6 separate regions of the Mus musculus genome follow, and all the other regions are linked to region 6. The links are chromatin contacts, called in public ChIA-PET, HiChIP or PLAC-seq and promoter capture Hi-C maps. All regions are on one chromosome and are shown on one strand. The core of a region is the stretch at or near the end of the contact, and the rest is flanking DNA. Distances in the headings are between cores, read along the strand shown.

The links. Promoter capture Hi-C pulls out the DNA fragments that hold promoters and counts their contacts. ChIA-PET counts read pairs in DNA pulled down with a chosen protein or histone mark. HiChIP or PLAC-seq counts read pairs in DNA pulled down with a chosen protein or histone mark.
Region 1: a promoter capture Hi-C map of liver shows a contact between it and region 6, with 4 times the contacts expected there. The contact joins the promoter of Batf here to the promoter of Nek9 in region 6. A contact is called at or near these places in 22 of 39 promoter capture datasets (the 3T3-L1 cell line, the C10 cell line, the HPC-7 cell line and 13 more), 3 of 484 Hi-C or Micro-C datasets (LSK cells, bone marrow-derived macrophages and megakaryocyte progenitors), 8 of 115 datasets of contacts at active chromatin or transcription factors (the HPC-7 cell line, effector CD8 T cells, embryonic basal ganglia and 5 more) and 4 of 9 other capture datasets (adipose tissue, embryonic stem cells, liver and 1 more).
Region 2: an H3K27ac HiChIP or PLAC-seq map of extraembryonic endoderm stem cells shows a contact between it and region 6, with 2.3 times the contacts expected there. The contact joins the enhancer-like site here to the promoter of Nek9 in region 6. A contact is called at or near these places in 3 of 39 promoter capture datasets (cranial neural crest, embryonic stem cells and hippocampal neurons), 1 of 484 Hi-C or Micro-C datasets (muscle stem cells), 1 of 115 datasets of contacts at active chromatin or transcription factors (extraembryonic endoderm stem cells) and 5 of 9 other capture datasets (adipose tissue, embryonic stem cells, liver and 2 more).
Region 3: a contact with region 6 is called in an H3K27ac HiChIP or PLAC-seq map of regulatory T cells, with 6 times the contacts expected there. The contact joins the enhancer-like site here to the promoter of Nek9 in region 6. A contact is called at or near these places in 9 of 39 promoter capture datasets (the 3T3-L1 cell line, the C10 cell line, cranial neural crest and 5 more), 4 of 484 Hi-C or Micro-C datasets (CD4 T cells, bone marrow-derived macrophages and megakaryocyte progenitors), 14 of 115 datasets of contacts at active chromatin or transcription factors (DN3 thymocytes, bone marrow-derived macrophages, cardiomyocytes and 10 more) and 4 of 9 other capture datasets (adipose tissue, embryonic stem cells, liver and 1 more).
Region 4: an RNA polymerase II ChIA-PET map of memory CD8 T cells shows a contact between it and region 6, with 109 read pairs. The contact joins the enhancer-like site here to the promoter of Nek9 in region 6. A contact is called at or near these places in 1 of 39 promoter capture datasets (macrophages), 2 of 484 Hi-C or Micro-C datasets (bone marrow-derived macrophages and differentiating embryonic stem cells), 10 of 115 datasets of contacts at active chromatin or transcription factors (VIP interneurons, bone marrow-derived macrophages, differentiating embryonic stem cells and 6 more) and 3 of 9 other capture datasets (adipose tissue, liver and macrophages).
Region 5: a promoter capture Hi-C map of neutrophils shows a contact between it and region 6, with 9 times the contacts expected there. The contact joins the promoter of Jdp2 here to the promoter of Nek9 in region 6. A contact is called at or near these places in 22 of 39 promoter capture datasets (the 3T3-L1 cell line, 3T3-L1-derived adipocytes, the C10 cell line and 14 more), 30 of 484 Hi-C or Micro-C datasets (the 3T3-L1 cell line, B cells, the C10 cell line and 25 more), 17 of 115 datasets of contacts at active chromatin or transcription factors (the SCID.adh cell line, astrocytes, bone marrow-derived macrophages and 13 more) and 5 of 9 other capture datasets (adipose tissue, embryonic stem cells, liver and 2 more).

Annotation. Positions count from the first base shown.
Region 1 is chr12:85,685,385-85,689,882 of GRCm38.p6, forward strand. It overlaps Batf (basic leucine zipper transcription factor, ATF-like), which reads left to right and starts at 1,336. Exons shown (of 3, transcript NM_016767.2): 1 at 1,336-1,589; 2 at 3,884-3,988. The coding sequence starts at 1,527.
Region 2 is chr12:85,049,385-85,053,804 of GRCm38.p6, forward strand. It overlaps Ylpm1 (YLP motif containing 1), which reads left to right. Exons shown (of 21, transcript NM_178363.4): 14 at 308-484; 15 at 560-643; 16 at 905-988. Among named protein-coding and RNA genes, the nearest start is that of Prox2, 45 kb to the right of the region's middle. Within about 2 kb of position 1,942, at least 76 of the 459 cell types and tissues checked have an H3K27ac peak or open chromatin away from gene starts, as enhancers often do. A contact at or near this core is called in extraembryonic endoderm stem cells, muscle stem cells and pancreatic islet, where this site is marked.
Region 3 is chr12:85,703,130-85,707,828 of GRCm38.p6, forward strand. The region is part of intron 2 of Batf (basic leucine zipper transcription factor, ATF-like); the gene reads left to right. Among named protein-coding and RNA genes, the nearest start is that of Batf, 19 kb to the left of the region's middle. Within about 2 kb of position 2,557, at least 326 of the 459 cell types and tissues checked have an H3K27ac peak or open chromatin away from gene starts, as enhancers often do. A contact at or near this core is called in DN3 thymocytes, adipose tissue, bone marrow-derived macrophages and 12 more, where this site is marked.
Region 4 is chr12:85,622,139-85,626,880 of GRCm38.p6, forward strand. The region is part of intron 2 of Jdp2 (Jun dimerization protein 2); the gene reads left to right. Among named protein-coding and RNA genes, the nearest start is that of Jdp2, 25 kb to the left of the region's middle. Within about 2 kb of position 2,738, at least 91 of the 459 cell types and tissues checked have an H3K27ac peak or open chromatin away from gene starts, as enhancers often do. A contact at or near this core is called in bone marrow-derived macrophages, effector CD8 T cells and memory CD8 T cells, where this site is marked.
Region 5 is chr12:85,597,829-85,602,715 of GRCm38.p6, forward strand. Jdp2 (Jun dimerization protein 2) reads left to right here and starts at 1,588. Exons shown (of 4, transcript NM_030887.2): 1 at 1,588-1,786.
Region 6 is chr12:85,337,482-85,341,954 of GRCm38.p6, forward strand. It overlaps Nek9 (NIMA (never in mitosis gene a)-related expressed kinase 9), which reads right to left and starts at 1,881. Exons shown (of 22, transcript NM_145138.2): 1 at 1,522-1,881. The coding sequence starts at 1,740. It overlaps Tmed10 (transmembrane p24 trafficking protein 10), which reads right to left. Exons shown (of 5, transcript NM_026775.4): 5 at 3,133-4,473.

The sequences.
Region 1 (4,498 bases), core at 86-2,585, 350 kb after region 6:
TACAAAAATGCTTTAGGAGCCATAACATATTGTCAGCCCTCAGATTAATCGAGGTGAGCATTTGAGCCACACTGGGAATAGAGTAAGAGCTTTTATTTTAATATGTGTGCGTGTCTTGCCTGCACATATGTATGTGCCCCGTGTCCATTTCCTGGTACCCGAGGAGTCAGGAAGAGGACCCCTGGAACTGGAGTAACAGATGATTGGGCCACTGTCTGGATGTTAGGACTAGATCCCAAGTCCTCTGGACGAGCAGCCAGTGTTCCTAACTGCTGAGCATCTTTCCAGTCCCCAAACTTTAAAAAAAAATAGCCAAAACACTGGGATGAGAATGGGACTGTTCACTAAAGCGACAAGCGTGTTCGTGTCATGGGACACATGCCAAACACCGCCACTCCACAGCATGCTTTACAGAGTGGGGGACATTCCTATTCAAATTGTCATCCCTCATTGCAGTAGCCCTGAAAGGTAGTAGGTGGGGCAGGTTTTAGGTGTGTGTGTGTGGTGGGAGGCTGGGGGGGGGGGGAGTAGGGATAGGGAGTCACTGGATTCTCATCATATCGATCTGACTCCAAGTCCAGAGCCTCTGTCCCTCATTTTGACGTTCTCTCCTTGTTGGGTTATGACGTCACTGACTTCTGAAGACTCAAGGTCAACCTTGAACTCCTGAAGGAGCCCCTCCACAGAAGGTAGGTATCCTTTCTCTAGGGAGAATGAAAGTGTCTTGCTAAGAGGACAGGGGATAGATAATAAACTTCTTTAGCATCGATTCCAGAGACTCCCCGAGACTCTCAGCTAGCCCCAACGTCTTGCTTGGTCATCTGTAAAAGGCAGTGCCCTCCTTTCTTTTTGTCCCCAGCCCACCGAACTGTCCTATAGGTGAAGGAGGAAGGCCGGTCATAAAACAGGATGGGCAGTTGCTTTCGGGTGAAACCCAGAAAGGGTCCTCAGGCTTGTCGCTGACTGTATTTAGATTTAAAAATCAAGGCCTGTGACCTGGAGGCTCTTTCCTGCTGCTCTCTGCCATGTTGACAGCAGAGAACTTGCTAATTCTGGCCGGGGATTTTCCCTGTGTGGCTGTTTTTCTTCTTTATCTTCATCAATTGAAGAGCGCTCGCTCTGCCTTTCAAACTGCCTGCCGGAAGATACTGGGGGTTTGTGTATTTTTTTTTCTTTCACCTAATTCTGTGGTCTTTTCCCAGATGTGTATTTTCTCTCTACCTTCTTTCTAACTTGTTGACGTTTCCGCCCATGTGACTTCCAGCTTGAATTACCAGAAACCACAAGAGAGGGCCTGTGCGCAAGCCCCAAAGCAGCGAGATGTCCCTGTGGGGAGCAGTCCCTCTGCACCCGAGAGAGAGGAGGACGCAGGGGTCTGTCAGAGGTTGCTGTTGGGCAAGCAGGGGAGGTACCTGTGGAAGGTGGTGTGCTGGTGGCCCCCTAGCAGTCAAGAAGGGGAGCCAGCTAGTGAGAAGATCGCCCAGAGGCATCTGGGACGGTGTGGGAGAGCCCGGAAGATTAGAACCATGCCTCACAGCTCCGACAGCAGTGACTCCAGCTTCAGCCGCTCTCCTCCCCCTGGCAAACAGGTACCCCCTTCGTCCCCCTCCCCCACGCCCCGCATGCCTTGCCTTCTGATTTTCCTGGGGTGGTAGAAGAGGGGTAGGCTCCCTTGTCCTGCCCAGGGAGCTCTGTCTGGGGAAGGAAGTAGCTCGTGGCAGGAACTCTCTAGCAGACTCTGGACCGTGTGGTGTTTGCTATACAGAGGTCCAAGGGCTGAAGCTTCGCATCCCGCCACAAAAGCCTCTCTTTCCAAGAGGTACCCCTCGTCTCTGCCACTTAGGTTCCCACCGTGAAACTTTCTAGGAAGCTGGGGGCAGGGTGAATATCACAGAGCTTAGAAGTATGGTCAACCATAAGCAGAGGAATGTTCCAGTAGATCGCTGCTTCGGGCTCCACCCAAATCCTAGAGTTGTAGCTTTCCAGGAAAAAACCAAGCAAGTGGCAAGACAGAACCGAGGTCAGGGAAGAGAAATATAGCAAATCAAAGCAAGGTAGACAGGAGGAGAAGAGTGGCAAGATCTGCCTGCGGATTGCCTCGGTAACTCCAGCAGTCCGTGGGAAGGGAGGCTAAAGCTACAACCTGTATCTTTCCCCCCCACCCCCCATGTGGCTTCCAGATAGAAGAAAGAAGGCCATGGTCCAGGAGGCGTGTCAGAGACTTTCACTAGTAGCTAATATCATCCCTGAAAAACCAGGGATGGAGGGAAAGATTCTGAGACTCTTAGACTCTTGACTGATACCAAGCCGAAATGTCTCAGACTGAAAGATGCCTCCGATGGGATGCCTTTCTCACCTTGTGGTTTCTGGGTCTCTCTACCACGTTCCTGATGCCCCTTGTTCTAGACATTTCTCCTCCTCATCCAACATAGACCCACGGATTAAACTTTTTTACATCTCATCTTAAAAACTATATTCTTTCCTTAGCACACATATTGGGAGGGGCTCAGAGGTAGAGTGTTTGGCTCACACACATCCAGGGGGCTGCAAAACGCTACAAACAAAATAAACGTAAACTACCTGACCACCGGCTCCCACATCTGTCACAAGCCCTCACCAAAAGCCATACTGGTGAAGACCTCAAGAGGGAGATAGTCCCTCGCTCACGATGGTATCAGAGCAACTCAGACTGCCTGGAAGATGGTACCCCAGTCTCTTCTTAAGAAGGAAATTACTCACAGCTTCCATGGCAACCTAGTCCCTTAGCACATTAAAGGAAGAATATATCCTTGCCCTCTCTAACCCAATGTCCGTTTGCTAGAATGACCTGGAAAGTTTGAGTAAAGAGGGAAGGGAATCAGAACCTGACCCAAGGGTCTTTGCCCCTCAGGCCAGTGGAGGTAGGTGACAGGGTGGGGGTTGCAGAAGGGCTTCTCTTCCCTGATCTTCTATAGGAGATACTTAGAAAGCACTCAAAGAGCACTGTGTCCTCCAAAGCACCCGTCAGTGGCTCACTAAAGCAGGCGACCTGCACTTCATAAAATGATTTGGTGGTGGTGGTGGTGGGGTTACCTCATCTGTAGCAGGCATCATGTTCAGGACTAGGAAGGTCTCAAGATGTCTGCACAATGATGGACCGAATAAAACAGATCTGGGCGGCGCCCTCTGCCTAGGGGTGCAGCACAATGAAATTAATAGTCAAGGGGGAATTCTCAGAAAGGATTGAGCATCAGTGCCAGAAAGATGTCATACCCCTGGATGTCCATGAGCTCAGGGATCAGGGTGGAGAGCCTCAGCTTCGTACTGTGTAAAATAGAAAAGACGGTGCCTGCTCAGAAAGCTGGGGAGTTGAAGCATAGCGTCTCCGAACGCGCTTGTACAGAAGTTGGCACATGGTAAATGCTCAGCGGAGTTTTCAAAGACAACAGCAAAAGGAGCATCAAGAAGGTTTAGCATGTGCGCACACATGCACATATATACATGCACACACACTCACACGCACACATACCTCACATGCATACATATGTATACACACATGTACACACACACACACACACACAGAGTGAAGCTAGAACAGCTCTGGAGAGAGCAGAAGTGATGGCATCTTAACTGGAATTTCCCAAAGTAGCCCTCCTGAGGCTTCAATTTCTCTTCACTTTTGAGTAGCTTTTGATCATAAGAAGACCATAGGAGACCCAAGGGTGGGTAGCAGGGAATGCTGAAGAAAATGTCTTTGGGTACAGGCCTTTTGTAAATAAGGGGAATGGACAATACAGAAAGAACTGAGGACCGGGAAGGAAGGAAGGAAAGGAGGGAGGAAACCAATGTCCTATTTTGACTAAGAGGAACGATCAGACCTACCGTTGATATCTCTGCTTCCTAGGACTCATCTGATGATGTGAGGAAAGTTCAGAGGAGAGAGAAGAATCGCATCGCTGCCCAGAAGAGCCGACAGAGACAGACACAGAAAGCCGACACCCTTCACCTGGTGAGTACCCACACTTCCTACCATGCTCCTGCCCTTAGGCTCTGCGCCCCACACCAGTGAGGCTGTGGGGCCCAGCTCTGATGATTCTGCTGTGGTAGAGCTAAGTACTGGGGGAGAGTAGTAGAGGGCAAGAGCTGCAGGGGTCAGGTTGTGGAAAGGGCTTCGCTCTCCCATGCATGTATGAAAACATTTAGTAGCAGAGAACAGCACTGGACACTGAACCTTTCTGGCCCAGGAGAGTGCAAGGGTAGATGTGTGGGATGTTGACAGCCTCAAGGCTTCATGGGAGGCAGAGCCACCTGTGTGGAAAGGGACAGCAGAGAGGGTGTCGTCCTTCCTGAGCCACTGTGAGCAGAACACTGATGCTGAGAGGAAGTTAGGTGTTAAGTGCTTCAGGGAAGCCATTCTTTCAGAGCTGCACATCTCATCCCTCTGGAAGGCAATGGTCTGCCACCCAAGCACACTTGCCTTTGGGAGAAGGAGGTCGATGATGCTGCCCTTATTTTTTTT
Region 2 (4,420 bases), core at 692-3,191, 290 kb before region 6:
AGGCAGGGTATTTACTTATGTAGCCCTGGCTGACCTGGAACTTGTCAGGTAGATCAGGTTGACTTTGAACTCACAAGATCAGCCTCACCTACTTAGATTCAAGGTGTGCACTGCCATGCCTAGCTTGCACTGGGTTGGGGTTTTTTTGTTTGTTTGTTTTTGAAGATGAGAATTTCCTTGTCTTCTGGACACAAACTTTGGTGCTTAGGTGGGAAGAAGAGGATGCAGTCATCCTGCTTCAGTTGAGCCCGGCTCAGTCTGGTTCCTTACTCCTGCTAATAACCTCCTTTTCTCTGTGGGGTCTTAGGTAATGGAATATGAATATGAAGCTGACATGGAAGAGACTTATCGCACCAGCATGTTCAAAACTTTCAAAAAGACTCTAGATGACGGCTTTTTCCCTTTCATTATTCTGGATGCTATCAATGACAGAGTTAGACATTTTGATCAGTTTTGGAGTGCAGCGAAAACCAAGGGTTTTGAGGTATAGTCTTAACTTTGAAGCACTTTTAGTGTGAATTTGTATTTCTTGGCCTAATTGTTACACATTTTTATTTAGGTGTATTTGGCTGAAATGAGTGCTGATAACCAGACTTGTGGCAAGAGAAATATTCATGGAAGAAAGCTTAAAGAAATAAACAAGGTGATTTTTAGAAACATGGTATGCTGGAGAATCCCAGACATCATTCTTTCAGCACTAGTAATGCTGTCTTAAGTCGCTCAGAAATCTTTCTGCCTGCTTTAATAAATGTTCTCCTTTCTGTCTTATAAGTGGAAAGGGATGCCTAGCTCTTCTTAAAGCTAGTCTGTTAAAGTTATAGCATTAGTTGTGTTTCTCTTGACACTCTCCTTAGTCTTTATTGGAGTAGTTGTCAGAGTTAACTTGTTCTGAACATCTCAATAGATGGCTGAACACTGGGAAGTTGCACCTCGTCACATGATGCGTCTAGACATCCGCTCCCTGCTACAAGATGCTGCGATTGAAGAAGTGAGTATACTCTGCCTCAGGGCAGTGCAGATAAGCAACACCTTCTTCACTGTGAAAATCTGAAACTTCCAGAAAAGTTACATGAGCACTTACATACCTTTAAATAATCTCAACCAATTCAGGTGTTAATATTTCCACACATTTTAATAAACACCTTATAAATACTTAGTAACATTATTTCATACCATTACTATACAATCATATGAGAATTGTGTTGAAAAACCTCATAACCCATCAGTCCGGAATATGTTGTTGATGGCTATCTTCTAAGAACAAGGACATTCTCTAATAAATCCATTTAATTATAAAATTTAAGGTAAGCATTAGCTGGGCTAATGGCACACACTTTTAGTCCCCCAAAGGCTGACAGATCTGAGTGAGTTCAAGGCCAGCCTGGTCTACAAAATGAGTTCTAGGACAGCCAGGGCTTATAGACCTGTCTCAAAAAAACAAAAAGGAAAAAAAAAAGTTTACATTGATATGATACTATAAATTAAATTCTTTTGTGTTTTTATTTACTTAACCTTCTCTTCCCACACCCCCTAGGCACCTCTTTGATTCAGTCCTTGAGCAGATCGATCACCACCACCCCCCACCCCCGTTTCGACATCAATCTGCCCCACCTGTCTTACACCTCCTTGTCTAGGACTAATCTGTTCCTTCTCTCTCTCTCTCCTCTCTCCTCTCTCCTCTCTCTTACTTTCAGTTTGCTCTGTCCTAAAGGATCAGACACAGGGAAGTAGCAATTGATATCCTCTGGCCAAGACCACCCACCGCTTGGTGTGGGTGGAAGGCCTCCAACCCTCTGTCTGATCCCTGACAGATAACCCCCTATCTTTTATTCTTCTTGAAAACAAAAGAAAAAAGAAAAAGCCCTGTTACACATTGACTAGTAATGTCATTAGGGCTGTTGGCAGTTTCTCTAAAATTTGCAGGGCTGACTCACAGCTGGGACTTTGGGGAATTCCCTGTGACACCTCTCTCTGACCTCAGCGTTTCAAAAAACGCTCTATATCATGGGAAACTAGGAGATTGGGGAGGGGCAAAAACAAAACAAAAAAAGCCACCTGATTGCTTCCTCAATCGTGGCAGGTCATTTCGGCCTCACCCAATCTACCCCTCCCTCCTGCTGTGGATCTGGAGATCCTGGCAATTCTGGTTAATATCCACCCAACCCGGGCTGGATTCCTCCTCCAAAGTCAGATTGCCATCTTAAAGAGGGAATTTTCTCCACGGGAGCCCAACAGGGCACCCCAGCCAGCAGGGTCTAACCATCAGGTGCACCTCTGTGTGCCCTTCACGTCTGGGACAGAATGCAGCTCTCAAGAGCCCACCCCTGCCAGCCGACCCCTGCCAGACCGCTCCTGCCACCCCTGGAGGGAGGAGAGAGGGCTGTGGAGGCGATGGTAAAGGGGAGGGGATGACAGATGAAGGGGGAATGTAAGACTCGGGGGAAACGGGAGAGAAAATTCTGCCAGGATAAATCCTCCAGGCCAATTGGACAGAGTACACATGTTTATTTTTGTTAAAATGTTTTTTGGTTTTTCCCTAATATTGGGAATAACTCAGTATTAAAGTTCCCTGTATGGGAAATGTTTGTTTTTGATTGTTTGTTTTTTCTTAATAGTGTCAATGGTTCTTCTATGGAAGAAAAAATTTAGGGCGAGCTAAACTTACTAGTATAAAACACAACATAATCAAGGCATAAAGTACTAAGCCAGTGCTGTTTATATTTCCAAAGGTATTTATTAGTCATTCATTCATTGTATGGATGATTCTTATTGGCTGATTCAGATGTAGATACCTTAAAGAAAATGTTTGATGAAATAAAAAGGAATATTGCATTGTTGGGGATTGTAGATTGTTGCTAAAGAAATACAGGGAGGGAGGGAGTTCTGTTAATGACCCAGGATCTAGGATAGGTCTGTGAGGAATCCAACCACGGAAGGCACAGATTAAGATTGAGATTGTTTACAAACTCTTGGTGACTTTCAAAAGTTACCGGGAGATAATAACTAGCTGCAGCTCACTCTTGGATTAGCTACCCAAACGCTAAGTCATTTATATTCAAACCTTACAAGGTGATTAAACAGTCCAAGAACATTATTGGCTGAGGCTGAAGGAGAATTGGCTCTGGTGGAGACATTATAGGAAGGAGGCACATGTGGATCGCTTGGGTCCCAGCTGAATGGAACTTTAGTTATCCTGCCTGCTACTCGTTCTCCCACAGTGATTCTTATACACAAAGAAGATGATATCTCAGAATGGGTGCTTTTAGCAAGTAAGTAGTAAAAAATTAAAACCATATATAAGAAGGGTTTCTAAATTAATTATTAAAGAAGAAGGAGAAGGAAGAAGGAAGAAGAAGGAGGAGGTGGAAAAGGAGGAAGAAGAAGAAGAAGAAGAAGAAGAGGAGGAGGAGGAGGAGGAAGAAAGGGGCTGGAGAGATGGCTCAGTGATTAAGAGCACTGCTGCTCTTCTAAAGTTTCTTGAGTTCAATTCCCAGCAACCACACAGTGGCTCACAGCCATCTGTAATGGGATCTGATGCCCTCTTCTGGTGTGCAGCAGAGCACTCAAATAAAATTTGGGGCAAGGGACATTCAAATTTATTGAAAAACACAATGAAAAAACCAATGTTTTCATTTGGGTTACAGCTAAATTTTTCATTCATTAAATTAGGTAGCTAGTAAAATCTAATAAATAAAAGTTTTAAAAAAGAAAGAGTTGGACTTAGTCAATTTATAAGAAGAGACTTCACAGAGATGAGTGCCTTATCCTGATGCTGATATGGCCTAGTTATGAGTAATCACTAAAGGCTGGCAAAGGGCTTGCAATAACATTTTGGAAGAAATTAACAACAAATACTCCAAAAGCAAGCAACTTCAGTTTATAAAAAGAACTAACTGGATTCTTCTTCTTTAGTCAGAGGGACACCAATTTCTAAAGCTCCTACCTTTTACACAGATGCCAATAAATCAGGAATGGCAGGCCATAAGTTAGAGCTATATGCTATTTTCACGGTTTAGCTGTTCCAGAACTTCTTAATATAATCACCGACTTTCAACATGCAGAAAGAGTTGTTTTGCATTTAAAAAAAAACTGTTAAACTTATTCCAGATGATTAAAAATTAACTTTGTTATTTATAATCAAGCTTCATTACCTACTGAAAATAACCCTAAAGGTACCCAAAGAAATGAAATCTGGTAGATGGATATGTTTCATTTTACAGAGTTTGGATAGATCTGACCACACTTTAAAGGAAATGCTCAAAAAACAAAAGGGTGATATAAGGTCACCCAGAGATAGATTAAATAATGCTTTATTAACTTAAAATTTTAAAAAACGTCAGTGAGACAGCTAGCATAGCTGCTGGAGGGGAAAAAGCACTGGATTTTAGAAAGGACTGCTGCATTGAATCATCCTATACAT
Region 3 (4,699 bases), core at 1,307-3,806, 370 kb after region 6:
TACTTGATGTCTGGCACATGGTGGCACCAACTCCAAATGCCATGTGAATTGGAAGGTTACCATGCTAACGATAGTGTGCATTTTCCTTTGGGCAGAAAAAAACTACAGAGGGTATTTCATCCTCTGGAAATGGCTGTTAGAAAATGCAGGAAGGTGGGGCTGGAACTATAGCTTGGCACAGGCTGCTCTTTCAGATGGACTGCAGCACCCACACAATGGTGTGCAACCATCTGTAACTCCAGTTCCAGGGGATCCGACGCCTTCTTCTGGCCTCTACGAGCACCAGGCACATCTGTGGTGTACTGGCATGCAGATACGCACATAAAATTTTTTCAAAGAAAATGCAGGAAAGTCAAAGCACTGGAGAGCTGGCCATGAACAGAGCAGAACAGAGCTGTAAGGCATATGCCTGGGGAGTCCCTGCTGAGCCCCCCGCATGAGCTCAGGCTGGACCCCAGCCAGGCAGTGCCAGCTGCTCCCAGTCTCTCTCCAGCTCAGCTGCCTGGGGCTGAGGGACTAGCCTGGGGATTCCCCTGTCACTCAGGAGCTCTGAGTGACCTCCTCTGCAGCCCCTCCAATTGGGGATTTCCCAGAATGTTCCCACACCTCAACGCCTCCTCCTTAGCCACCCCCAGCTCTTGATAGATAGAAGTGGCATCAGGTGACCCTACAGGTGAGGGAGGATCAGCTCGAGGGAGGGAGGGAAACTGGGAGGTTGGCCAGTGAACTGAGCCTGAGACAATCTAAGCTCACAGGCTCCCAAGGCAGGAGGCAAAGGACGGGTGTTTGTGCTGCAGCCTACAAGCTGTGTGGTCTCCTGACAGGTTGCTTAACTTTTCTGTGCCTCAGTTTCTCCTCTTTTGTAAAAGGGTGTGTTATGCAGTGGTGTTACCAAGATTAAATATGATGATAGCTATAAAATATACAAAAGGGTGGGTGTCATGAGGCATATTCCTTTAACCCCAGCACTCAGGAAGCAGAGGCAGGCTGATTTCTGTGAGCTTATGACCAGCCAGGTCTTCACAGTCAGTTCCAGTCCAGCTAGGCTCCAATAAGACTCTCAAAAAAATAAAATATGTGTGTACCATATATGCACATCTATTTAAATTGTGGTGCCAGACACACCCATAGGCACATGCACAAAAATATCAAAAGGCTTGGGGAGGAGATTACAGGCGCTAGTCTACTAATACATCTAGGTAGCCAATTTGGAATCTGAAATATTGGAAAATTCAAGGGGAAACTGGAGACACCCCCATTCCTGTAGCTGTCGACATTAGCTGCCCAACGGGCACCCCGTGTAGCCTATAACCACCAAATGGCAAGGTTAACCCAGATCTAGTTAGTTAGAACCTGTCACCAACAATACTAGTCCTCCCTGGAGGACCCAATGTCAGGAATAGCAGGCTCCAGCTGAGGATCTTTTTGGACTAGTCATCTTGCCTTCAGGCGAAGCAGCTGGCATCCAATAGGAAAAGAGAGTCCTCCTGGGGCCACGCAGCCAAGACCACCAATGATCACCATGGTCATGGAGCCAGGGCTGGCTCATGTTGAAAGATGACGCTTCAATGGAGTGCTCTTCCAGGGTGGCAGATGGAAGTGGGCGATTCTGTGGCTTCAGGGGCGTGGCCAACTCAGCCCGTGGTATTATGTGATGTTGTGCTGCTATCCCTTGGGAGGGCACTGGGGGCACAGGGGGCTGAGGACTTCTCGTTGCTCCTATAGTCAGACCCTCAATACAGGAGAGGCAGAAAGGAGGAATCCAGTGGGAGCCCAGATCTTCCTGGCTATGGGTCTTTGGATCCAGCATTTGAAGTTTTTGTGCTTCTGAGGAGACACACATGAGGACCACAGCACCTCTCATAACTGCTGCCACCAGCCTGTTTTTAGGGACCCAGGCAGTATGGTTTTGCTCCAGGTCTCAATTGGTTTCCTTGGTAGGATGGCTATACTGACTGCAGCAGCCGTTGTGAGAACCCTGATGGGCCTAACCACATTCTGAAAGGTGAAGAGAGCAGGCTAAGGTGGAGCAGGGAGGGAGGCAGGCTCGCTTGATCTCCACACTGCCTAGTAGAAGGACATTTCCTTCACACACACACCCTCACCCCTCTCCCTCACTGAGTTCCGTCCCTTCTCACACCCGGAAGTTGGGTAGGGGTATAGTCATTGTCTTTGTGGATAAACAGCTGACCCCAACTGTCCCTTTAGCTAGATGAGTCCTCTCCAGAGGCCCTGCTGCCCTCTACAGCTTAGAGGGATGGGGCCCAAAGCAGCCACTTCCTCCTACAAGTCATTCTTTCTCTAGGGAGTGGCCAGTGTCTGCAAGGCTCCGAGCTTACAGACATTCCTCTTGCAAGCAGCCGTCTGGCTTTAAGAGGTAAAGACACACTTTGCCTCATGGTGAGAGGCAGCAGGCAGTGGTTAGTCAGGTCTACCCCAGCGTGGGCTTTGGCATCTGTAGGCCCAGGAGGTGACAGGAGAAGGCCAGCGGGAGCTCCGCAGAGCGCCTGCTAGTGACTTGCCCTGCAGTCACTTCCCGAAAACTAGGCCGGCCTCTAGGCGGGGAGACGATCGGAGCCCGCCCACCCAGTCCGTCCCTCCTTGCTGCCTTGGGGTTTGCCCAGGCTCTTCGGAGCACGGAACTTACAGTAAATGGTGTAACCAGTGGAAACTCTCAGAGGGGGCGAGGAAAGGGCCAGGACTCAGGGCCCCAGTTCCCGTCTTAGCATACCGCTCCACCAGGTTCATTTCGCCCACCTTTCAGTAACGGGGCGCTGCCTTCCTGGTAAAAGGCTGACCTCCCTCTGGGATGTGCCAGAAAACAAAAACCAGCGAAATGCCCAGCTGGCCTCAGCCTGCAGGAACAGCAGCAGCCAGGGATTGAGCATCCAGTTGTCGGCTTCCCTCAGCCCGCTTGAGATGGGGGTTTCCTTTGCACCAGACTAGGGGCCCTGGTTAGCTCAGAGAGCATTCAAAGTGTCGCTGAGGCTCAGCGCCTTCCCATATGACCTTCAAAAGAAATGGAAGCTGTCTTGATGAGCAATGTCAGGGTCCTCTGCTCCTCCACAACTTAAAAGAGAAACCCCGACTGTACTGAGTTTCCGTGATTGGCAGTATAGCTGATAAATCCCATCTCTCCTTAGCCTGCAGCTCACTCCTGCTGGATCATTTAGGGTTAATTTTAAATGTCAAGTTATCGTACATCTGCTAACCACTATACTTTTGAGTCAACATTCTCATGCCAACAATTGATGTTATCAGCCAGTCAGTCCACAAACACTTAAGTTCACTTGGAGCTTAAACGGGCATTTAATACATGCTTAAATAATTAAAGCAGGCTTTAATTATTTGTATCATATTTAATAGGGTTTTTAAACTTGCCCGGGCGTTAAAACGACCTAAGACACCTGTTAAAAGCTCAGATTTCCAGAACTGAGGTGTTGGCTCCGTTGGTAAAGTGCTAACGGAGGACCTGAATTGTGTTCTCAAGCACCCATATAAAAAGTGGGGCGGGGGGAGCACGTGGCTGGAATGTGGGCGATGGCGAGATTGGAGGCAGATCCCTGAAAGCCCGAGGGCCACTGGCAGTTCCAGGTAATGAGACATCCTCTCTCAAACAAAATGTGGACGGTGCCCGTGGGAGTTCTTCTGACCTCCATGTGCGTGTCACACATGCGTGCACCTGCACCCATACATGTGTGCACACACATGGAAAAGAAAAGCCCAGATTCCAGAGTCCAAATTTCTTCCCAAATCCCAGATCTGCAGAAGAGCTGCCTGCAAGCTTCTGGCCTGAAATGAGGTTCCTTTGCCTCTCAGGGGACTTGGGGGAGGCCCCCAGGACTTGGCAAGGTTCTGTTTATTCAGGTCCGGGAACCCCATTATCTGGAGAAGTTGTTGTTTCTCAGCAACTTCTATGCCCCAGTGCTGTGGTGGCTGGTAAATGACGCAGTCCCCACAACACTGGAAGACATTTCTGGACCAAGCGCTTGTTGCCTCTGCACAGAGTACAGGGCTCCTCCTTGTTTGAAGTTTCACCCTCTATGGTTTTAGTTAGCCAATGTCAACTGTGGTCTGAGGATACTGAATGGAAAGTTCCAGAGATAAACAATTCATACGTTTTAAAATAACTCCAGCTATAGTATACTGTCATAAATGTTCCATTCTGTGTTTATTTATTGATAATCGCTTCCTATGTTTAATAAACTTCATCAGAGATTTACAGGTGTAGGGAAGCTCATAGTGTCTTCTGGGTATTGTCCAAGGCTTATGGATGGTTTGGAACAGGATCGCAAAACCCAGGAGGGAGCAGAATAGAATGCCAAGTCCATCGTAGATCCTCAATATTCAGAAAGGCTATAAGCACCCTAGCACCTGAGCAAAGCAGGCAGAGCGCGTGAGGCAACCACAGACACAAGGCACTTGGCGTGTGTTGGGGAGTAAGAGGCACAAACTGCTTTCCTCTACCTGGGGCTGGCCCGACTGCCAACCTAGAGGTGCATACGTGCGTGCGTGTGTGTGTGTGTGCGCACACACACACACACACCACGGCAAGGTTTTCTGAGGTTTGTCCCTACCAAACTTGTATGTGTATTTCATCCCTAGTGAAACAACAGAGTTGAGGGGTGGTGGTGGCCACAAGGGGGGATTGTGTCACTAAAAAGTACTAATGTCTTTCTCAGTTTCTCTTCTATTGTTT
Region 4 (4,742 bases), core at 1,488-3,987, 290 kb after region 6:
TTCATGAAACTCCCAGTGTTGTGGAGAGAGCCTCGGAGGGTAGAAAGCAGCACAGCAGGGCCAAGGGTGAGTTCAGCATTGAATGGGAGCTCTGTGCAGAGGGATGCTTCTCAGCCTGAGGGCTCAGAGTCAAGGAGGACTTCCTGATGGAGATGATATTTCCTGCCCCCCACCCCCCCAACGTAAGCTAGAACATGGGATGGGAAGACCAAAAGGAGGCTCCCAGCAGAGTCCGGCAGGGTCCGGGGACAGATGGTACAGTGGCTTGGACCAAGGTAAGAAACAATTCAAGGTGACACAGAGCAGTCAAGTAGCCGAAGAGGATGAGCCCAGCAATGTCCTTTGAACTTATCCTCTAGGACCCAGTTCCTGTCCCCAAGTGTGAACCTGGAACCAGCCTCAGTTTCCCATCTGTACACTCTAGGAGTAGGTTTAGATGTTTGCCATTTAGTCTGTGAAAATAGAAACGTCTTAAAAGAGATCTAGGGAATGTCGGTGTGCTTCCTGCCATGTGACCATTCCTCCAAAGGACAGAATGAATGAGCCCAAGGAGGATCACAGAGGAGGTCTAGCCCAGTCAGCCACGACAGAGGCAGCCGGCCGGCACAGAATCGGCTAGTTTCCCTGCCTGGAGAGCTACAAGCGACTTTTCCCTCTGCAGACTGTGGTTTGTCCACTGGTAAATGAGACCCTCTCGGGATCCCTTGAGGGTGCTCTTGAAGGTCAGAGAGAAGTGGGAACTCTTGCACTGGCTAAGTGTTTTCATGATCCAAAGAGGCGAGCTGTTGTATAGAGTTGACGGTGGTGATGAGACCCCAGGTGTCTGGTGGCAGACTCCACTGGAGGCCATGCAACCCACAGATTTGTTTGTTTGTTTGGTTTGGTTCAAGTGGTATTCGGTTCAAAGTGGAATTAGTTGGCTGCATTACAGATGGTTGTGAGCCACCATGTGGTTGCTGGGAATTGAACTCAGGACCTCTGGAAGAGCAGTCAGTGCTCTTAACCACTGACTGAGCCATCTCTCCAGCTCGAGGTTTTACTTCTTAAAAAAATTATTTCTTTATTTTTATTTAATGCACATTGGTGTTTTGCTTGCATGTATGTCTGTGTGAGGGTGTCAGGTCCCCTGGAACTGGAGACAGTTTTATTCCCATGTAGGTGCTGGGAATTGAACCCATGTCTTCTAGAGGAGCAGTCAGTGCTCTTAACCACTATACCATCTCTCCATCTCCAAGAGGTTTTACGTTTAAAAATCTTCAGCTAGTCTTGAAAACTTGAAAGATTGGGCAGCATTGAAACTGCTTGGCTGATGCTAATCTGGGCATCCCTCTGCAGACACAGCCCTGTCCAGTCCCTCTCCCTTATTAACCATTAATTAGCCAGCCTAGCTCTTAAAGGTGGCTTCGGTTTGCAGCCCCTGTCTTCAACAGCCATTCATGTGAACTTGCTCATGAGGCCCTGCCCAGAAGCAACAGAGATTCAGCCCTTAGCCACTTGCACTAGATGGACTTGGCTAGGGAAGAAAGGTGGCCAAGGGCAGGTAGTTTTCAGTACTCAACCTTTGGAAGTGCTTTGGAGGGCCAGAGGCTTGGCCCTGGAAGGCTTTAGGGAGACCCTGGGATTTCCTCATCCCTGCAGGAGAGGTGGTCGGCCCAGCCTAGCTGGCCTGGGCTGGCCAAAGTTTCACCTCTGGACTATCCTACTTTGTTGGTAGGGAGCAGGGGAACCCCTGGCTCAGTGCAGCCGGTTTATGTGGGGAATGTCTGGTATGTTTGTCATTTGGGTGTTTACTTTCCAGGGTGCTCACGGTCCCTGGTGTTGAAATGTGGCTTCTCTGTGTTGGAGGGGAGTCTTGTGGGCCTGGCTAGTGGCTCTAGGCCCAGAGCCCAGCAAGGCTCTTCCCCCAACACTGCACCCCTCTCTCTCTTTTCCATGCCAAGGAGGAAGATTGAATGTGCCTCTAGAGCATGTACGGTGTCTTAGTTACCTTGTCACATGCAAAAAAAAGATGCTTGCAGAGCCTTTCCTAAGCTCCAGGCTCTGGGCTGGATGGAGCTGTGTCCTTCCAAACCCACTCTGTGCCATCCCTGTGCACTGAGGAGTCAAGATTCAGAGAGGCCACGTGACTCGCCCAGAAGCCCACAGCCTTTCTAACAGAGCATCTGATCTCCGACCCTGAAGAATGGTACAGCTTGTGCCATGCCCACATGCCCAGGCCTGGCTCTCTCTGTGTGTGCTACCGTCCTAAGACCCTTCAGATTCTAGCAATACTGTTAGCTTCTGCTTTTCACTGTGCCCCTGCCTGCCTGCTCTTAATGTTCCTTTACTGCTTTATCCATGTTACCTTCTGTGAGAGAGTCAGTGTATTTCCTGCACCTTGGGTTAAACGTGCTGTTTTCTTTCTTGTTCTCAAAAAAAAAAAGAGAGAGAGAGAGAGAGAGAGAGTCTCACGTAGCCTAAGCTGACCTTGGCCTAGATACTGTAGCCAGCGATGACTGAATTTCTGATCCCCCTGCCTCCACTTTACAGGTGTGCACCACCACGACCAGTTCATGCAGTGCTGAGGGTGAAGCTGGGGCCCTTCTGCACCATAGGCAAACACTGTCACTGAGTCATAGCCCCAGCCTTCAAGAGACATAATTTTGAAACTGCTTTGGAAATGTCAGATGTCACACGTCAGTCTCATGTGGCCACCGAGGCAAAGTGTGTGGCCCGAGGAACATGATCAAAGGTGAAGACTAAGCTGAAGAGAGCGGGAGGGGCCCTTCCATTAGCTCTGCAGCTCTGCAGCTGTTACCCTTTCCTCTTCACTGTACGGGCAGTGGTTTTTTTGGTTTTTGGGTTTTTTTTTTTTTAATTTAAAAAGACCCAAAGAGGAGAAAGCAGAACGAACATTGCTGTCAGAAGTAGAAGCTTCGGTTGTGACTACATGTTCCCATTGTGAGAGGACATGGCTGAAAAGACTGTGTGTGTGTGACACATGTAGACCATAAGCCTTTCCATAGAGCATAAATGTTTGGGCCCCAGGGGCAAAAGATCTAGATTTGAACCCTGAACTGTCACCGATCATACCAACAGCTTTGTCTATAAAGGGAGAGGTGGTAGAGAGCTGTGCTAGAGAACCCCAAAGATGGAGAAGTAAATATTGTTTGTTTGTTTGTTTGTTGTTTGAGACAAGATCACACTGTGTAGCCCTGGCTGTTCTGGAACTTACTCTGTAGACCAGGCTGGCCTTGAACTCACAGAGATCCTCCTGCCTCTGCCTCCCGAGTGTTGGGATTAAAAGTGTGTGCCATCAACGACTGGCAAGAAGTAACTATTCTTGATTTAATTCATGAATATACATTGAAGGCCCTTTCCTTCCACAGGGTGTTCATCTGGGTGAAGGCAGTAGAGAGAGGGTAAGATATTTATGTAGGTAGAGTAACTATCAATAGATTGATAACCTCAGGGAAAAGTGACCAGAGACAGAAGCATACGTGAGAGAGGTGAGCACAAGTCATCAAAAGCCCCTGGAAGGAAACAGACAGGAAGATGATAAGAAGAAAGGCACTCTCCATTGAGGTGGCAGTGAAATGTAGAGCAAGGAGTCCCAGCAGAAGGGACAGCACTCGGAGAACCTGGGGACAGGGAAGAGCACTGTGCTCTGATGATGAGACAGGAGGCCCCAGTTGCTGAAGTCAAAGGTCAAAAGAAGACAGGCTATGGAAGAGCCGGTCAGAGACGGTTTCCTTCTCCCACTGGGCCCTGTAACAGACAAAGGTCTGTGCTATAGGTAATGGAGGCTGTGGAGGGCTGAAAGCAGAGATGACTGACATTTTAGCCAGGGGAGGCCTCCCGGGAGCCTTTGCGGTGGTGAAGGGCTCAGCTGGGAGGGTCTGATTGGGAGAGGCTGTGGTGATGGTCATCTGATCCTCTGGTGCTTACAGGCAGGATCCCTGCAGACTGTTAAATGGGCTGCCGGGTGGGGTGGGGTGGGATTAAGGTGATTTCAGGTTTGCATTTGGTTGAACAGTCAGGCAGAGGGCAGTACTTACAAAAAGAGCACAACCAGAAGAGAAATGTGTTTGTAGGAAGACTGGCCAAGGGCTCACCATGGCCCTCTGAGCAAACTCCTATACCCACAAGTCCCCCCGGGAATCAGATTACAGACAGATTCCAGTCGGGCAGGTCTGAGGTGGAGTTCAGGAAGGAAGCAGAGGACAGGCAGATGACTGTCCGCAGACCTGCTCTCTGAGACTTAGGGTCCTGGAGCCTCCACCCTTACCACCAGCCTCACAGTGCCTGATGGCAACTGTCCAGAAAGAGTTAACAGTGACGGTGACCCCAGTCCCTACATTGTGTCCTGCCTGACAGCTCTGCGTGGGTCTGTTATTGCGAGTGGGTTTTTGTGGGTGGTGGTGGGCTATAGAACTATGTTTGGGATATTTTTACTCATCCGGTAGATCTGTGTCTACCTTACCTGCTTGTGACCCATCATAGCAAGGAACGTTACCCAGTATCCCTTGGTTTGAGCTTGGCCAGTGGGAAGCACCAATAGGGAGGAAGAATTTTTTTTTTAGTTAAGTTTTAAGGTATTTTTAAGTAAGATTTATTTTGGGGGTGGGTGCAGAATTTCAATCATGCACCCAGTGTGTTTTGACCAAGCTAGCCCCATCCCCTCCACTCTAGCTCCTCTCCTAGCCCCCACAGTGATTTCTTCCCAACCTCAGTGTTTATCGTTTACCAACTGAGTGCACTCA
Region 5 (4,887 bases), core at 338-2,837, 260 kb after region 6:
AAGCATCATGTGAGCCAGTTCCCCAGTCTCCAGCTTTGATCTCTGTGTGTTGTAAAGGTGCTGCTGGCTTTTCTGGGATGGAGAATCATGTCCTACAGGAGTGATTCACATTACCACGGAGTTTGTGGCGTGTGTTCCTTTGGAGTCTTTCTTTTTTTTCCTTTCATCAGTGTTGTGAGGGAAGTGGGCTGATGGTGGCGGGGAAGATGGACAGTGATGTCATTAGGGCTTGGTCTGTTTCTTTCCATTCACCTGTTCCCCCCTGCAGGAAGACTTACGGGTAAAATGGAGACCGATTCCTCCCTGCAGGCAGGCACGCACGTGGAGACCTGCTTGTCCGGCTTGGCGCGTGGACTTCCTTCCCTCCCTGTTGGTCTTTCGATCTCAGCATTTGTACTCTATGAAGACTTGAACTTTTTCTTTCACTTCCTTTCTTCTATGGGTGATGACCTGCTGTCTCTCTGAGAAGGAGGCCGAAGGTCACTGAGTGTCAACATTGCCACTCCTTTCTGATTTAAGAGGAAAGAGGGCGGGGGTCTGCCCCCCCCCCCAAGGGTATGGAGACCTGTGTGTGTCTATGTGTGTGTGCAAATAGTTCTCAGATGCCACACGCATTTCTGCCTGAGACAATCCGCCTTTGAGGGACTGTCATATTTTATCTAGAGTGTTCTTTACTATCTACTTCTGTAGCAGGGTGGGAAGAGAGCACGGAAGCTGGCCCTGGAGTCCTTGAGGAAGAAGGCCTTTGGAGGTTTGGCAGAAGTCAGGTAGGCTCACTGCTGCGTCCTGTCAAAGGGAGGCAAAAGCCTGCTGGAGTTGGGCAAAGAGCCCTGGCTCAAACTGGGCCAGCCACTGACAACAACGGTGGCCTCAGGGTGCAGTTCCACTTCAGGAGCTCGTTCATTCACCGCATGGCTTCAGGACGTCAGGACGCTTTGGTGGACAGTGGGTAGGGATTAAGGCTTCCAAACGCCTTAAACCCCCGCCCATGCTCCTCCGCGGAAAAACAAAACAAGCTTGCGAGATCCTGCAGCGTCCGAAGACACCACTGCGCGGAACCCTCGCTCTGGATTTGGGGGAGAGCGCACCGGACGGAGGAGGATGGTTCGGCGTGGGCTGAGCTGGAAGGGGTTCTCTGCTCATCCGGCCGCCGCCTTCGCGTCGCTGCCTCCCGGGCTGTGTAGCATTTTGGGGGTGGCGGCCGCAAGGCCGAGCAGGGGATGCGCTTACATAACCGCTCGCCGTGTCCTGCTGCCTCGCGCTCTCGGGAGCCGCGGGCGGGGCGCGCCGCCGGACCGCAATGCTGCCGGGACCAGCGCGGCGGGGCCCGGGCCGGCCCCGCAGGCGGAGGAGCGCGAGCATCGGCGGGAGGAGGGCGCCGGCGGCGGGGGAGGTGAAGGTCAGTGGGTGTGAAGCGGGCGATCCACACCCCCTCCTCCCCGTCCCCTCCTTCTCTTCCTCTCCGTCCCCCTCTGACGTGTGGAGCTGGCAGCTCGGCCGGTTCCGCATTCCCGACCCCTCCCCGCCACTCAGGGCCCGCTATATAGCCGGGGCTGATGCAACCCGTCCCGCCGCCCGCCACAGCCTGCGGGAGGGACACTCGGCGGCCGCGACGGGGGGCGCTGGCGGCAGCGGACGCTGCAGCGGCGGCGGCGGGGCTGGCGCCGCGGCGGCTCCCGGGCCGGGACGGGCCTGGGCAGCGGGCGGCAGCAGCGCGGAGTGGGCACCGCGCCTGCAGCAGGGTTCTGGGCCCGGGGCCGCCGCCTCCGCCAGCGGCTTCTGCACGGTGGGTTCACGGAGGGGGGAGGCGGGGCTGCGGGCACCTGGGGTGGCCTCCCCCGGAGTAGCTACCGCTGGGGCTCCCGCCACCCCAGGGCCGGAATACTCTATCGGATGGCTGCAGCCGCTGCCCACCGGTGGTTCCCCGGCTGGGCAGGACAGTCCTGTCTGTGGCCGGGACAGCGGGGCGCTCCCTCCTTGCTTTCCTTCCCCAGTGCTCTTGCTGGGAGGCTGTGCACAGACGGAGGAGAGGGCGGGGTGAGCGGGAGAAAACTGTGCCGGGGACTGCGGGGGACTCAAGGGGGCATGCACGCCCCAGACCTGCTGACAGGTCGCGCCTCAGCCTCTTCCGTAGCTCTCTTTGCAAGACCTGGAGGGGAGGGTATTGAGAAAGGCATCTAACCAACAGGGCTTCCTTCGCTTAAGAGCATTGCTGCGGCGGGCTCTGGCTGGGTTAGGAGGGAACCACGGGGCAGTCCCCAGTTCCCTTGGGATCCCGTCAGGCACATCAGGTTATATAAGAAGGTAAGCAGGCTTCTTTAGGTAACCTGCCCAGTTTAGAAGGCACTCTTCCTCCCCTCTTATCCAAGAAGGCTAGGCTTCCTGGACCCTTGGAGCGGCAGAAACAGGCTTTGCCTGGGTATCTGGAGGAGCTGGCAGGCCTGGGATGCCTTGACTCATTTGCAGAAATGGATGGGCCATTTGGGGATAGAGGTGGAGAGGCGGGTGCAAGAGGGGAATCAATCGACTATTTGAGTCAGCTCCCCCTAGAAGATTGTCCAGCCCTTATGTGTTGGAGTGGCACCTTCCAGGGGACTGTGGCACAGGTCTGTGTATTGTTAAATCTTGGGCCACTCTACCCAGGATCTTAATTCAGGCAGCATGGGAAACAGGCTCTGTACCACAGCTGGGTACCTGCCTGTCCCAAAGGCTGTTAGCAACTGTCTTCCTCGTCCCTCGACCTCACCCCCAAGTCTCCCCCACCCTCCAGGGTTTAAAAATCACCCCCTCTTGCTTTCCCTGCTTTTCAGCAAATCTGGCTGGCTTCAGCTTGGATGGCGGGCTTATCTTCCCGTGCAGGTTTCTAGGGAAGAGTTTAACCGGGGATCAGGTGTGAGCAGGGTTCTTTACAGAAACCTGAGGTCCGGGGATAGAAACAACTATTCTCCTGCCTCTAAGGCGCCAGAGGTTTCACTTTGCCTAAAGTAGTAGGGAGGATGGATTTCTCAAAGACTCCTCTGTTTCCCTTCCACGTTGGCTTCAGTTCAGAGGAGCTCTAGAATCTTCCTGAAGAGCTGGGTGCTGGGTGGTTTGAAAGGTTGCAGGAAGGACTGGGGGGAGATGGCCTCTGAACCTTTTGTCAATAAATTGGTTACAGTAATCTCCAAGGAGACAGGTCTATCATGGTGACGGTGTCACTTAGGAAAAGCTTCGGTACATGTGTCCCTTACTCATCCACTGACGCCTTTTGCACTACCAGGGAACTCCCCTGTCTTCCTGGTCTGTTTATCTTTCCCACCTGTTGACAAGATATCCTTTCCCACTCTTTCAGCTTGCAGAACTGGGCCTCCTGGGCCTCGGTTTGTTATGGAGGTACAACTGGTATTACAATTCATAGCCCTGCTTCCTCATCCCATCTCCCTCGCTCCCTCTTCCTAATTATCCCCCCCACCCCCCACACACACACACACTGGAAAGGAAGAAGCCAGCACAAACCCTAGAGCACAGACGCTAGGCTGGCCTGCCTTGTATCCATTCAGCACTAACTCTCCCTGGTCCCTCTAACCCTCCAGGGCTGGGGATAACTCTTATTCTTTTCTTCAGCAGAACGCAGACTTTCTTTCCACGGGAATGAGTTATGTTTGAGACCCAAAGTGGGAAGAAGAGAAAAGGAGTAACCGTGCAGGGGTTTGTGTGCGAATACCCCTGCAGGCAGGGGGAGAGCAACAGGCATGCTATTTTTTTCCATTTTCCTTTAATTAAGGCTCTGTGGAGGTGTGTTTGAAAACAGAGGGTCTCCTATGCCTTTGAGGAGGGTGAGAACACTCTTTTGGCTGCGTCCCGGGCCATATGCAACGTATGGTGGCCAATGAAACTGGGCCTGGCTCTTTCTGTTGCTTGTCTTGGCAGTCAGCTTCATGGCTTGTGTTACCAGCTCTCTGAGCTCAGGGGCTGCCAAGCTCAGTGTGCCTGTGTATGTGTGTTCGTGTGTGCCTCTGTGTGTGTGTGGTTTGTCGAGACTCAGCAGAGACAAGTGTCTCAGTGACCTAGGCTTGGAATTTCTAGTCTTTCTTTGCGCTCACTGGTGGTGGGAGGCCTGGCTAGAGCCCACCATTAAGTCTGATTGCTGGATATAGTCCATGGGGTTTAGTGGTAGGGCTTCACTTCCAGAACTTGGCTAGCCAGTGCCTCTTTTCTCATAGACCAAAGCCACCATACACCATGGTGTCTATACCCTGCATTGTCCCTGCTGAGGGAAGGCAGGAGAGGACAGATAGAGAAGTAGGTCCTCTTGGTTCCCAATAAAACTCTCTGGGTTCTGGCAGAAATGATTTGGTGTCATTTATTAAGCCTCTAGCAGAGGATAGAGCTGTATTTGCAGGCAGAGCTCTGTAGAAGACATCTTTCTGGTCTCCAGGGAAGACCTAGAGTCTGTTGGGAAATAGTTGTGGCTTCTTCCATGGCTGGGAGTGCTCTGAGAGACCATTCCTGCCAGCTTGCTGTGGCTTCTCCTGACCCCAGCTGCCTCTCTCCATCTTCTCATGACTACCCAGGGAGTAACCCCTAATGACCAGCCAAAGAGGTAAAAGATACTGGCACTCTGTTTTTTTTGATCAGGGCCAGAGCCCTAGCCAGTCAGTGGTGCCCGTGGCTAATAGCCTGTGCCGCTGTAGTCTGGCCTGCAAGTTTCAGGACACTTAAGGAGAAACAGAGGAAGCTGCAGGTGCCAGGCTTCCTTTCTGTCCTGTGGTAGCCAGTCGTGACTCAGCACCTTTCCTTTCTATTCCTGTAGTTTACTGTCAACATATGCTATGGCTCTGCGTTCTTGGGAAGAGGGAGAGCAGGGAGCCCTAAGAGGAGACTGTTTGTGACTAGGGAAAGGGAGAC
Region 6 (4,473 bases), core at 631-3,130:
TTGGAAAACTTTAAACTTTTTCCCATATGTGTAAACACCACTCATCCTCAGAGCCTGCACTGCCCGCGAGGAGTCCTCAGTGCTTTTTTTTTTGTCTCCTTGGGATATCCACACCTAAGACCCTGTTACTAACATGACTGGCTGGTCTTCTTGCTGTAACTATAACCTAGAGGGAAAGGGCTACTTCTCAGAAGCTTTGTAAGTTCATATCTTATAAATACCATGTGACAGAGATAGCGTCATACAGTTCTGAGAAGTGTGATAAAATTAACTCAAAGCTAGTAACCAAGTTGAACATGACATATAAGACAGAGATAGGAAACTGGTACTCACTGCTCAACGGTGAGAAAGTGAGCCACTTAACTATACTGACTTAAATGCTAGAAAATAATCGGCACAAATAAGAACATAGGCGACTACAGATGATAATGTCCACTAATGGGTTGGTTACTGGAATAGAAAAGAACACAAAGATATTTTCTTGCAACTACTTTTCTTCCATCTTTCATAGATATATGCTGGACGCTGGAGGTATGGCTCAGTAGTGGAATGCCTTCTGAGCACTGGCAAAGCCCGTTTTATCCCCAGCACAAAAAGTTCTGGCTGGGAGCAGACACTAGAATTGCAAGTGCATGAATCACCTTTTGCAACCTCAGCAAGTTCTCATTAAATGTTTACCCTAAAGCTAGAGTTTTAAGGCTGTGGTGATTAGACTCAAGTTATGGTTAACTTTTGGAGGTAGACTCACTACAGGGTTTTAAATCAGTACACATTCTTAATTTTGGATTCAGTAACTCATGGGTCTCTCCATTGTGACCTTATGCAAGAAGGTGGGAAAAATGACTTAGCTTCCTTGGGTTCTCAAAGAAAGGGGTCCTTGTTTCTCCAGACTCAACTCCACCAATAAAGTATTTGTCTTATACAATCACTGAAGGAAAAGCAAGAAAACAAACAAACAAACAATGATCTTTCTGGTGATCAAGGAAATCCTCCGAGTGATCATTTATGAAAAAAACAAAAACAAAAACAAGAAAACAAAGCCTACAGGGCTAGCAGTGTGTTGTAGCTGCCAGTGTGGCTATTTGGAAGTACACACCAACTCCCCATCCCGCCCTTCAACAGCTATACGAAAGGAAGTAAGCTTTTACAGACTGTTCCCAAAGAGCAAGTAAGCTTTTTATATTGTTCCCAATGTGCAAAGCACCTTCGTTTGGACCTCAAAATAACCTTTAAAAAAGTAAAGGTTTTTTTTTTGGGGGGGGGGGCGAGGTTGTTATCGCTAAGTCCAATTAACAAATGGGAAAACTAAAATGCAAAAGACCGCTCAATGACTCGCTCAGTGACAGCGGTGATTAAACCAATGTCCTACAGCAGGGGAAGCGAAAGCACGGTGGGGTTCCCGAGACCTAAACCCCAAGGGACGCCTGACCATAGAGGGCCAGGGGCAAGCAGCACTGGAAAGCGGGGCCGGGAAGGAGGGCGCGGGGAGGCCCGGCAGCGGCCGGAGCCGAGGGCCGCTACCTCGGTGCGGCGGTACAGCGTGGCCTCCCCAAAGGCACCGCGGCCCAGAACGCGGATGGGGATGTAGTGCAGCTCCTCCTGCTCCGCCGCCCCGCCGCCGGCTCGCGGCCCTGGGACAGCGCTGGGGCCCGGGCCCGAGTCCCCGCCACCCCCGGACTCGCTTCCGAAGTCCGAGTTGATGGAATCGCAGTGTCGCTCGTACTCGCCCAGCACCGACATGGCGGCGGAGGCCGCAGCTCGCCGGGAGCCGCCCGCGTATCCACGGCGGGCAGGGCCGGCCGCTTAGCGCCTCAATGGCCTCAGACGCCAGGCAGCGGCTTAGGTGGCCCCGCGGCCCAGGGAGCTTCCATGGTGGCTCCTGCCCCCTGACCCGGAAGCGGTTCTTAGTGTTTCCGGCTCGCCGAGGTTTTCCCTCCGCCTTTCGCGTGCCCACTTGTTGCAGATGCGTCCCGCACACCTTGGGCGTCGCTGGCCTTCACACCCGCGAGTGTCGTGGAAGCGGAAGAGTGACCACACGGCGGGTTTGCAGACCGCTTCCCTACAACCCCCTACCAGCTTTCCAGACTGCGTCACATTTTGGAGGTGGTCCAGGCTAATCCTGGCGACACGTTTGTCCCAGGAGCTGTGACTGTGTTAGCTGTCACTTGGCTTGTTGGGCAGGGCTCCTTTTTTTTTTTTTTTTTTTTTTTTTTTTTGTAGCGATAGTGTAGCAAAGATAATGGAGCAAGCTAAAACATTAGACTTCTGACAACTTTAACAATTCCTTCTTCCTTCCTCCTCCTCCTCCTCTCCTCCTCCTCCTCCTCTTCCTCCTCCTCCTCCTCTTCCTCCTCCTCCTTTTCCTCCTTTTCCTCCTTTTCCTTCTTCATTAAGTCTATAAAGTTGCAGGACTATGACCACCACAGGGTTGCCTAAGTTGGGACAATGCTAAAGGGTTTTGTTTTTCTTTTCTTTTCTTTTTTTTTTTTTTTTTAATGATATTATGGCCCCAGATCCTCAGAGCGCCATGAAAACAATGTTTATGTGTCTGTTGGGGGTGGGGTGGGGATTGTTTTAGGTGATACAGCTAGTTAGGAGGAACTTGAGAGGCAAACCCTGCAGTCTGGCCCCAGAATTAGGAAAGGGCAGGGCGTGATGAAACTAAGGTTATGGGACTGGCGCCATTACACTTGTTGGGCAGAAGCAGGAAGTACACTTTGTATGTTGTACAGTTTGGTGTTTCCTGTGGACAGTGGGAAACTAAAGCAAAGGAGTAGGTGATTAGGGCTCTGTTTTGTGTGTGTGTGTGTGTGTGTGTGTGTGTGTGTGTGTGTGTGTGTGTGCCGATTGAATTCAAGTTGCCTGATTTGCATGGCAAAACCTTTATCCACAGAGCCATCTTACTGGCTCTCAAAGCTCTAGCCTTCTGAGGAAATCTGCTCAAGATTTCTTTCATTAGCATAATGATTAAAACATCCTTTTGCTTAAGTGCCCTGCAGTAAATCAGTGACTTTTTTTTTCTTTAATTTATCTGTTTTCACTCCCTGTGCTTTAAAAAACAACAATTATAGAGGAATCCTTGCTCACCCAGACAAAGGGGCACTAAAGATTAACAGACAAATACACCTCAAATGGTTTCTGCTAGCTTTTATTTGTGAAAGTTTACACAAACATCTCCAACAGGTGAGCCTGTATAAATCCCACATGCCTCTTCCCATTAACAAACAGAAGATGGCTCTGATGGGGGTTCATGACAATGGTAAGGAACAAGGTTTGTTGAAACTGTATGATTCTCAGTTATTTTGACTATGCTGGAACGGAGGGAAGCAGATAATATACCTGTTTATAAAGCGGATATGCTGTTGTGCACGCCTACTGTCAAAGGCAAATGCTCTTCAACTGAACTGAAAAGCATGTTGTCCAGTTTGGTTGTTTTGGGCATGATCAAAATGATCGAAAGGACTTGAAAGAATTTCAGTTCTACAGAGCTTAAGTTTATACTTGTTCTTGGAAACAAAAACATGGACAGAATGCTCTATTTTCTCCTCTCTGAAAAATTGACATTTTTCAGAAAAGAAAATAGAAATCTAATAGAGCGGCTGTCACTGCTCCTTAGGGGGGAAGGCACACGTCAGAAAACAGGAGTCTCTTGTTAGGCTAATGGGACAGACAGGCTATGGTTTTGCACTTAAAAGTCTACAAATGGATTTTGACCCCAAAGTTTATTCTTTTCATACTTACATTGTTCTCCTATCACTTGATATATGAATGTTACAGATTTCTGACCATCTGCTGTTGCCATGGTGAGGACTTGTATTCTAAGATCTTAGATCTTAGATCATTTTTCAACAGCAGATGGCACTATTGTACCAGAGAACACTTGATGCCATGCAAGAGGAATTTATGGAAGTCATAAGACAAAGGCTTTTGAGTTCATAGTAACTGGAACCTTAACAGCACAGCCTGAGACTTAACCACTACATCTTTCCCATCCACCTGCATACTTCATCCAGGTCATCCTAACGGTATTCTCTGGTAACTTCAATATTCCACTTCTTTACTGCAAGCCCTGTAATTCTCAGAACTGCAATTGAGATAAGCCCTGTAACAGGTCAGCAGGGTTAAAAGGTTACCCACTTTCCCAGGAGAAGTGGGAAAGACTTTAGATGATAAACAAGTATTTTTCCTGTTTACAAGCATTTGTACCCACCCCACCCCCGCCCCCGCCACTGGCAATCAGGCCCAGAGCCTTCTGTATGGTAGGTAGGCACTGTAAACTGGGGTACACTTTCCAGAACTGCCTTGAGGTACCTAAAACTTCCACCGAATGAACCTTGGCTTTGATTTTACAACATATATATTTCAAGTATTTACTATCTGTGACTTTCCCAGATGTCCAAGTTAAACCCCGTATATCCACATCTCAGAGATAACACTGAAGAACAGGAGTTAGATCAGTGATTGACCATACAT